2 separate regions of the Mus musculus genome follow, and region 1 is linked to region 2. The links are chromatin contacts, called in public HiChIP or PLAC-seq maps. All regions are on one chromosome and are shown on one strand. Each heading gives the region's core, a stretch centred on a gene start, on an enhancer-like site or on the middle of the called end of the contact. The rest is flanking DNA. Distances are from core to core; before and after follow the strand shown.

Region 1 (4,617 bases), core at 667-3,166, 220 kb after region 2:
ACAAAGAGATCCGTCAGTAACACATGAACACAGACTATGGCAATGTTATTTCTAAATAATTCAAAATACATGGCTTTCCTACCGGATTTCATTTCCAAAAGAGTATTGGTATCAATTTCATGGTTAGCTTTTCCAGGTTGAGGCACTCGCAGTGGTATGATCTGAGGGGCACACACTGAGCCAGCAGTCATGTTTTCTCCTTATAGAAAAAAAATAGATTAAAAATTTCCATCATGAACCTATGCCTAAACACGAAAACAACAGAGTGCTACTTATTTTAAATGCATTGAAGCCAGAAGAGCATTAAATTAATATGCCACCTACAGATAACGCCCAGTTTAATTAATGAAATTATTACACGTTGGCTGTATGCTTGCTCTTGACGTCTGCTGTTGGATATTCACCTAAACACTTTACATCTAATAAAGACAAACAGATGAATTCGCTAGGAGGCTGGAGCTGCTTTAAAAGGGCAGGTCCACGGATGAGGCAGAGCAGAATCCACCTCTAACGCTCTGAGCTCAGTTCCCTCGAGATCATTCACTCTTCACTGCCTTCAGCCAGTGCGCGCGCACATGCACACACACACACACACTCACTCTCCTGACTTCAAGGCAACTCATTACATAAGGGGAGCAGGTAACTCTGCACGTAGCATGAATTACTTAGAGCCAAATCTTAAAAGAGGTTCTAACCCCCCACAGTCTCACCTTTGCAAACCACTGCAGTGTATTGTATTTTGGAAAATATACTGCAAAGACTGCAGAGCATCAGCTCTCAATAGAAAGGAAGTTGACATGGATATAAACCCACAACCATCATTTCCTATTAGCTCTGCTATTTTGTAAATAACTAGCAGGGCAGAAACCTTATGGGTCTTTTCTTTGAGGTGGGGAGGAGTCCTCTTAATCCAGTATTTGCAACTTGCACTGTAGCTTCAACGATTGTGGCTACATTATTATTCAATTATAATGTACATATTCATCTCACTTTTATAATCAACATTTTGCATCCTCATTTCGCCCCCCGCTCCCCCGAGACAGGGTTTCTCCGTGTAACAGCCCTAGCTGTTATGGAGCTCTACCTGTAGACCAAGCTGGCCTCCAACTCACAGAGATCCACCTGCTTCTGACTCCCAAGTGCTGGGATTAAAGGAATGAGACACCATGCCTGGCTTACAATTTTTCATGTAACAATTTGTTGTTCAGTGGTGAGGTCATTTTTTTTTAAATGGTAGTTGGAATTCTGATCATGTTGCTGTGAACATGTTTGCGTTTTGACATATCTTGTTCTGGAAAGCGAGATAATTAGAATTAAAAGACGAATTTAATGCCTTTTTGGATTCTTCCAGATTGAGGACCAAGAATAAAAACTACAGGTATCTGACCCTTCAGAAATGACGCTGGATGTAGAGGGATTCGCCTACCTTCACATTTCCCTTCGAGTGAGAGTCAGCTAAAATAAAGATAGCTGAAAACTAGATTCTAAATAAACACCGTTGGTTCGAGACTGAAGTGCTCACGGTTAGCTATTAGCTGCTCTTGGAAACCTGGGGTGGTCACTGGACCTCACAGGAAGGAGACAGAGATGGCTGATTCGCTAGGTCCACACCGCAGCCTGGTGTCAGTGTCATGCCACCAGCATCTCCCAACATCCTGCACCTGAACCATCTCCTCGCTGCCCAAACCAGGACCCAGACCCTGCGTCATGCCCTCGGCCTCGCGAGGCAGTCAGAGATGCCTAATTCCCTCCCAACCCAGTGAGAGATGCCCTTCTCCTCACCCTTCTCCAGCCTCAAGGACAGAGATTAAGGACCCCCGACGCAGCACCGCCGCCGCCAACCCGTTGTCAGGTTTCTCACGGTCTCACCACAGCTCCTCCGCTGCAGCTTGCGTTTCCACAGACGCTGCGAACCGCGCCCCGCCCATCGGGAGCCGAGCAGATGATTGGCAGGGAAATCGACATCCTAGCAACCAGCCCCGCCCTTGTCTCTGGCTGCAGCCTCCGTCTGGTACCCGCCTCCAGATCCTTCTGCGACACTTTCTTGTAGGTGTCCAAGAATATGCCTTCTCGGCGGCTGGAAGAGGCTGAAGGGTGCGTACTGGAGCCAGAGGCTCTTGTCCGACAAGCACTGAAATTTGAGACAACGGAAGGGAGTCGCTGTGGCGACCCTGCCGAGCAAGGCGGAGCAGGCACAGCACGGGCGCCCCAAGCCGATCCGATGAAGAAGGCCCAGCGCGACCGGATGAAGAAGGTCCCTCGCCTCTCTCTCAAGCCTCGGTCCCCGGCGCGCGCCTCCACCGGTTCCCGAGACTTCCAGCGCGCTCCGAGGGGCCACTTTTCCTCTAGTCTCGAAAACTGCCCTCATGGCGGAGGTGAAGGTCAAGGTGCAGCCGCCGGACGCGGATCCGGTGGAGATAGAAAACAGGTACTGCAATAAAGCTAGGCTCCCGACGCTAAGCGAGCAGTCAGCTGGGTAGCGGGACCCCCTTCTCTCTCAGTCCCGCGGGGAGAGGCTGGGGTAGACTGGTCGAGCACGCGGGAGCGGGGTTGCCGGGTGTCTGGGCGACCCCCCCGCCCCGATTAGGGAGAGTAGAACTCTTCAGAAGCTCTAGAGCAGCGGGACAGCTTGAAACGTTGTGGAACTGGGTTCTCCGGGATTCTATTAGAGCACTTGGAACGTGACAGCAGCCAGGGCCAGAAGAGAGACCTGCATTTTCCCTGTAGTTCTTGGACATGTGTTCGAATCCAGGATTGCCCGGTTGCCAAGGGAAGTTCTATAAGAGAACGTTGGGGCCAAATGAGGGTTCAGTTTGTGATTACAAAGGACCATTGAGCCAAGTAGGTTCAGTGAGTGCCTTAACTCCCGTAGTGCACATGTGTTTCTAGGTTATAATGTATTTAAAAGACGACTTTCTCAACATTATTATTGTGGATAATAAGTTTATTACACCTCCAAACAAATTAATCCCTCCAGTTTGTTTGGAGGGGATAATTCTCAAGACTCCAGTTATGGTGAATCACTATGCTGCCCCCCACCCCCACCCCCGAATATTCTATTTGCTTTCTGCCCACAGACCTTGGAGTCACTTTGCTGTACTTATTCCCATTGACAACATTGAGCTTTTTAGCTTGACTATCGTGTATCTTCCTTATTTGCCTTTAAAAGCAAGCAAACATAAACCATTTATACCGTTGTTCCTAGAATTATAGAATTATGCCACCAGTTCCCTCATGGAATCACAGATCAAGTAATTCAGAACGAAATGCCTCACATTGAAGCCCAGCAGCGGGCAGTGGCCATCAATAGACTGTTATCCATGGTAAGGTGAAGTCAACCAATTCATGTAATTTGTTGTATATTCTGGTTTTCATTGCTTCCTGTCATATCGTTGTGATGGCTAACCTTATGTGTCAGCTTGGCTGGGCTCTGAGATCCTAGATATCTGCCTGTTTGCTGTTTCTGGGATGTTCTAGAATGTGGTATTTGAACTGATGTGCTGACTGTAGGCAGTGAATGGGCACCATCCAATTTAGTATCAGCCTAAGCCAAAGACATGGAGGACACAGGAACTTGCCCCAGCCCACTCTGAGCCCCAGGGCCAGCCTTCTGCCTTCACCACTCTGTCCTTAGACTTTCGGATCCCATCTATACCATTGACTTCCCATCACCGAGGTTAATGCATCCGGTCTGTGCCATTGATCTGTGCCGCTGGCCTTCTCTAGTCTCCAGCTTGCAGGAGACGTACAAGAATTCTCCCCCCACCTTAATTACACGGAGCAATAATCGCATAATAAGCCTCCTTTCTAGTAAGCCAATATACTAATTGTAAGGCCAAAATTTGTGGCTTGATTCCAAACCAAGGAAAGGATCAGAATGTCTGAATAGGAAGAAAAAAATACTCATCTGCCTGCCATTTGACAAGATGAGGGAACTGCATGCAATTCTGTTATAACTAATTGTTATTAGCTTCAGTGACACAAAAAGACACGTGGGTGTGGTCTGTTCTCAACTTGTTATACTTCCTCCTGCTAGCTTCTAGCCATTCCCTATAAAATATTTCCACTGTGAGTTTTTTGTGAGTTATCAATAGCCTATTGATTGGGGATCACAGGGTCACTCTGAGCTTGTCAAGAGCAGGAAGAAGTCCCACTGAGGGTCTTTAGGATAAAGCACAGCCTCAGCTTCAGAGACAGTGCAGTAGAGTTTCATTGAAGCCCAAGAGCCTAGAGCCCAAATGCCTCTCTTGCAGCATTTGAAAAATGTCCTACCACATACTTTAAATCCCCTATGTCGCTCTTCTTTCACAAACCATTATATGCCTTTTTCCCAAGGACTCTTTAGTTTGGTTTTATTAGTTAGTCTTACACTAGGCCTCTTCTGAATTACTGTGTTTTTGTTTGTTTGTTTGTTTTGTTTTTTAAACTTCTAGCCTTGTGTTATACTTCAAGGCTCTAGATGCAGAGATTATAGGGATAGTCGAATCTTTTATTACACCTTTGTCTTTACCTTCGTGGCTCAGAATTGGCAAACTTCTCTATGAAGTAGTAAATAAAATAACTTTTGTGGCCCATCTAGTTTCTGTCACAACTGTATCATTTGTCATTTTAACAAGA
Region 2 (4,723 bases), core at 426-2,925:
AGCACTGCCCATCTGCCACTCATTAACGGAGTCCGTGGTCAATCTGTTAACTCCCGATACCGCTCAATCGCCTCACCCACGAAATGCAGATAGTTCTCACACCCAGGAGGGCTGCTCTGAGGATTAACTGAGCTATCACAGGCACAAGAGCTGGCAAACACTAAGTCTCAGGGCGCTAGGATCTCGGTGTTTAGAATCCAGCTCAACACAATGGAAGCAGGGTCCCCTGCCTGCCCTATCCCTAAGTACTCAGGATTTGTCTTCCACCTATACCTTTTGTTATGAATTCTGTATTTCACAACAAAAAAGGATTTTAAAAAATGGTCCCTAGGAGGCTGGCTGAGCCATCCCTCACTGCCTGCTCTTTTGAATTTTTTCTTTTCTTTTTTAAGATTTATTTTATTTATTGTATGTAAATACACTGTAGCTGTCTTCAGACACCAGAAGAGGGGATCGGGTCTTGTTACAGATGGCTGTGAGCCTCCTTGTGGTTGCTGGGATTTGAACTCAGGATCTCTAGAAGAACAGTCACTGCTCTTAGCCGCTGAGCCATCTCTCCAGTCCCCATTTTGAATTTTCTATCCGACACCTTTATTACCTAGTTCATTCATATATACATACATGCATGCGTACATACATATACACACACATATACATACATTCATATATACATGTGTATATAGATTATATACATACACACATATATATGTTCTTCTGGGGTGTTGTCAACAAAGACTTTTGAGTTTTTCATTCTTTTTGTGTGTGTGTGTTTGTTTATTCCCAACACTAAGCTGAATTTCAAATCCCACATCTCCAGGTAAAGTCCCCACTTCTGGAACTTTCTGATTGCTTTCCTTCCTCTGGGTCAAATGTTCCTTTCCTGATTTTGAGCCAACTGTGAACTCCAACAAGAAGCTCTGACACTGGCCTCCTGGTGGGAGAAGACACTGAGGGCCGCCTCTAGGAAGGCAAAGAGGCAATGCCTGTGAAACCCAGAGTGCTCCTGCCCTTTGGCCTAGTAAGTTCACCTGTGGGAGGTTACATCAGAGATAGACTTGCATGGGTGGGCAAAGGATATGCAAGAAAATTCATGGTGGTCAGAATTAAATAAAACAGAAAACAACCTGAAAATGGAAGCAAAGACTTCTGGGAACTAGGAAAGGACTGTGCCTCTGTGATGGGATTTGTCATGGTTTCGTATTACATGGACAATGAGGAAAAGGAGTGAGGTTCCACAATGCAGACACCAAGCAAGCCAGGGTCTCCTTCCCAGGAGAGCAGCCATGTGCCTTCGAAGCTTCCAGGACAAAAAACAAACAAAGAATAAATGGCAAATCACTTTCAGAAGCAAACTGGGGCTGGAAAAGAATCTTGGGTGTTTTGTTTTGTTTTTTAAATCTCATTTTCCACCATCCCGCCCCACCCCCCACGTAAATATATTATTATCTTTTTAGGTAAAAACAAATATGTAAGTTAAAATCTAAATGAAACCACGGATGAGGCGACACCACAGGTGAGCTGGGCTGTGGGGAGTGGATTCCAGGGTTCTTAGGCTAGCAGCCCTGCCTTAAACTTCTGATCTGCATTTTTCCCAATCCAGGCAATCTTTCTCCTTGGCCCCAAACAAAGACACCATTGTCCTCTCTGCTTTAGTCAGGCTGGGGTTTGTTTGCCTTCTGGTCTCTCTCAATATAGCCCCTGATGGAAGATAAGGTAAGAAAGCCCCCTGTCCTGTGGGCAGCCCCTCCCTAGCCCTCACCTCAAATTGGAATTCCTCGGGTTCTCTCTGTGGAACGCAGCCCACAGGGAAGGCACGGGCCTTCTTTACTTCAACCAGAGGGATGGATTGTTGGGTTTTGCTTTTTTTTTTTAAATGTCTTCCTGTAGCTCAGGCTGGCCTCAACTGTGTAGCTGAGCCTAACCTTGAATATCCTGCCTCCACTTCCCAATTGATGAACTACAGGAGAGGGCCTCCACACTGGTTATATATGCTATTAGAGATTAAATTAATACATTTGCACTTCTTAGGCAAGCCACTCACCAACTGAGCTACACCCCCAGGCCCTATGGGTGGGTCAACCACACCTGGTTTTCCCCATGGGTTCTTGGGATCAAGTGTGGGGTCCTTAGGCTTAAACCACTGGGACTTCCTATTTGAGTCAGCCTTTTCTTTTCTTTTTTTTGAAATTTTATTTGTTTGTTTATTTAGTTATTTCATTTTTATGAGTACACTGTAGCTGTCTTCAGACACACCAGAAGAGGGCATCCTATCTCATTACAGATGGTTGTAATCCACCATGTGGTTGCTGGGAATTGAACTCAGGGCCTCTGGAAGAGCAGTCAGTGCTTTTAATCTCTGAGCCATCTCCCAGCCCTCATTTTTATTTTTTTAAACGATGTATATATTTTTAGTCATGGCAGCATGGTGGCAATCTCAGTTCCTGGGAGTTTGGGGCTAGCCTAGGCTATCTATTAAGTTCTAGGTCAGCCAGAGTTACGTGGTGAGACAGTGTCTCAAAACAAACAAAAAACCTCACACACACACAAAAAAACATTTATTTTTATACATGTATGTATGTACACCATGTGAGTGCAGTGCCTGCAGAAGTCAGAAGGTGTCATCAAATCCCCTACAGGAGTTACAGATGATGGTACCATACCACGTGGGTGTAAATGACCCCAGGTTCTCTGCCAGTAAAACCAAGTGCTCAGGCTGACCTTGAACTTCAGTAATTCCCCTGCCTCAGCCTCTGTGAGCTGGGATTAATGGCATGAGCCACCACACCCTCAGAGCTGTGAGTCATCTTTCCAGGCCTAACCAACCTCTTGGCCTGATCAGCCATTATGGTAGCTGACGCTTGCTATCATTTTCTTTCTTTCTATTTTTTTTTTTTTATGTCATCCAAAATCTTCCACAGCAGAAGCATTCATTTTACCAAACAGGAAAACAAAAAATTCTTTTGATGAATACTGTACCTCAACAACAAGGTTGGCACCTTTGAGGCATCAAAATGTGCAACTGTGCACGCCCACCAACTCCCGGGTGATGCTGTGGTCCTCAAACCATACTGAGTAGTGTGGGCGTGGACACTCGGTATGGAGTCTAGCTTGTACCAGTATTTTTGTTTTCTTTTTTTGGTTAGTTTTTCGAGACAGGGTTTCTCTGTATAGCCCTGGCTGTCCTGGAACTCACTTTGTAGACCAGGCTGGCCTTGAACTCAGAAATTTGCCTGCCTCTGCCTCCCAAGTTCTGGGATTAAAGGCGTGTGCCACCATGCCTGGCTAGTATATTTTTTTAAAGATTTATTTATTATTATCTCTAAGTACACTGTAGCTCTCTTCAGATGCACCAGAAGAGGGCGTCATATCTCATTACGAATGGTTGTGAGCCACCATGTGGTTGCTGGGATTTGAACTCAGGACCTTCGGAAGAGCAGTCGGTGCTCTTAACCACTGAGCCATCTCTCCAGCCCAGTATTATTATTTTTGTTAATTTCTCTACTGCACACACTCCCCCTCCCTTCTCCGTATGTTCCAGCCACCCGCTGCCATACCCCTTCGATCTAGCACAGGCCTCGGCCCCGTCAGTATTTTTCACTCAAACGCACAGATCTCTCTCCCCCAAAATAAATCATTTCTGCCAACAGGCAGCCACTCTTAGGGAGTAACCCTAGCTGGCCTAAGTAAAAAAAGCCCAAATCCAAAAGAATGTTCTGTAAACACAGATCCACAGTGCTTTTCTCGGGCTGTGAACTGAACGAACATACATGTTTTGGGCTTTTTTGATGCTGGGTCCTCTCTCTGCTTCGATGTGGGTGAGTCTGGCCCTTGTGATCCTGTCCCTGACACTGGGACATCTGTGAAGTATATGGAAGGTAGTGTTGGCTCCGCCCCCAGACCCACTTCTTGGGCTGGCAGCTACCAGCTCCTAGGCACCCCCTTCTCCTGGGATTGGGCACTAGCCAGTACCTTTCCCAATGACAGGGAGTGAAAACTATCTTCAACTATGTCAGATTGAAATGGGTATAGAAAGGTCCCCCACAAACTGTGGACAGGATAGATTGAAGGTCAACACTAAACCCCAGCTGCCCTCACTGCTTGACAAGTTCCTCTCAGGAACCCTCTTCCGTTAAGTCATCCTAACGGGGAACTGCTTCCGGTTTGCGGGGGCCCAAGACTATTTAGAACAAAAACTGCTTTCGTTGATGTTGTTAATGACGGCTTGTTGGGTTTTGTGTATTTGTGGTGGGGAGGGGTGTCTGTTGCTTGTCTAGAAATCACTGTTTAAGCTGGGCAGTGGTGGCGCAGACCTTTAGTCTCAGCACTTGGGGGAGGCAGAGGCAGGCAGATTTCTGAGTTCAAGGCCAGCCTGATCTACAGAGTGAGTTCCAGGACAGCCAGGGCTATACAGAGAAACCCTGCCTTGAAAAACCAATAAATAAATAAATAAATAAATAAATAATAAAAAGTAATCATTGTTTAGGCCAGGCTGTCCTGGAACTCACAACCCTTCAGGCTTCTCCTCCTTGAGATCACAGGCATGTACCACCATGACCAGCTATGGATACATTTAAAAAATGCTATGGGGCTTTTCCTCGGCACCTCTTGGTTTATTCAAATATTTAATGAGCTATCATCTGGATCACACCCTTGCCCGGATGGACACACACACACAAACACACACACACACACACACACACACACACACACCCCACAGAGAGAC

Evidence for each region. HiChIP or PLAC-seq counts read pairs in DNA pulled down with a chosen protein or histone mark.
Region 1: a contact with region 2 is called in an H3K27ac HiChIP or PLAC-seq map of embryonic stem cells, with 5 read pairs. The contact joins the promoter of Dzank1 here to the enhancer-like site in region 2. A contact is called at or near these places in 2 of 115 datasets of contacts at active chromatin or transcription factors (embryonic stem cells and pancreatic cancer cells) and 2 of 9 other capture datasets (adipose tissue and liver).

The regions. Positions count from the first base shown.
Region 1 is chr2:144,525,498-144,530,114 of GRCm38.p6, forward strand. It overlaps Dzank1 (double zinc ribbon and ankyrin repeat domains 1), which reads right to left and starts at 1,917. Exons shown (of 21, transcript NM_172859.3): 1 at 1,783-1,917; 2 at 83-199. The coding sequence starts at 191. It overlaps Polr3f (polymerase (RNA) III (DNA directed) polypeptide F), which reads left to right and starts at 2,248. Exons shown (of 9, transcript NM_029763.3): 1 at 2,248-2,428; 2 at 3,206-3,323. The coding sequence starts at 2,367.
Region 2 is chr2:144,308,821-144,313,543 of GRCm38.p6, forward strand. All of the region lies in intron 3 of Ovol2 (ovo like zinc finger 2), which reads right to left. Among named protein-coding and RNA genes, the nearest start is that of Ovol2, 21 kb to the right of the region's middle. Within about 2 kb of position 1,676, at least 21 of the 459 cell types and tissues checked have an H3K27ac peak or open chromatin away from gene starts, as enhancers often do. A contact at or near this core is called in embryonic stem cells, where this site is marked.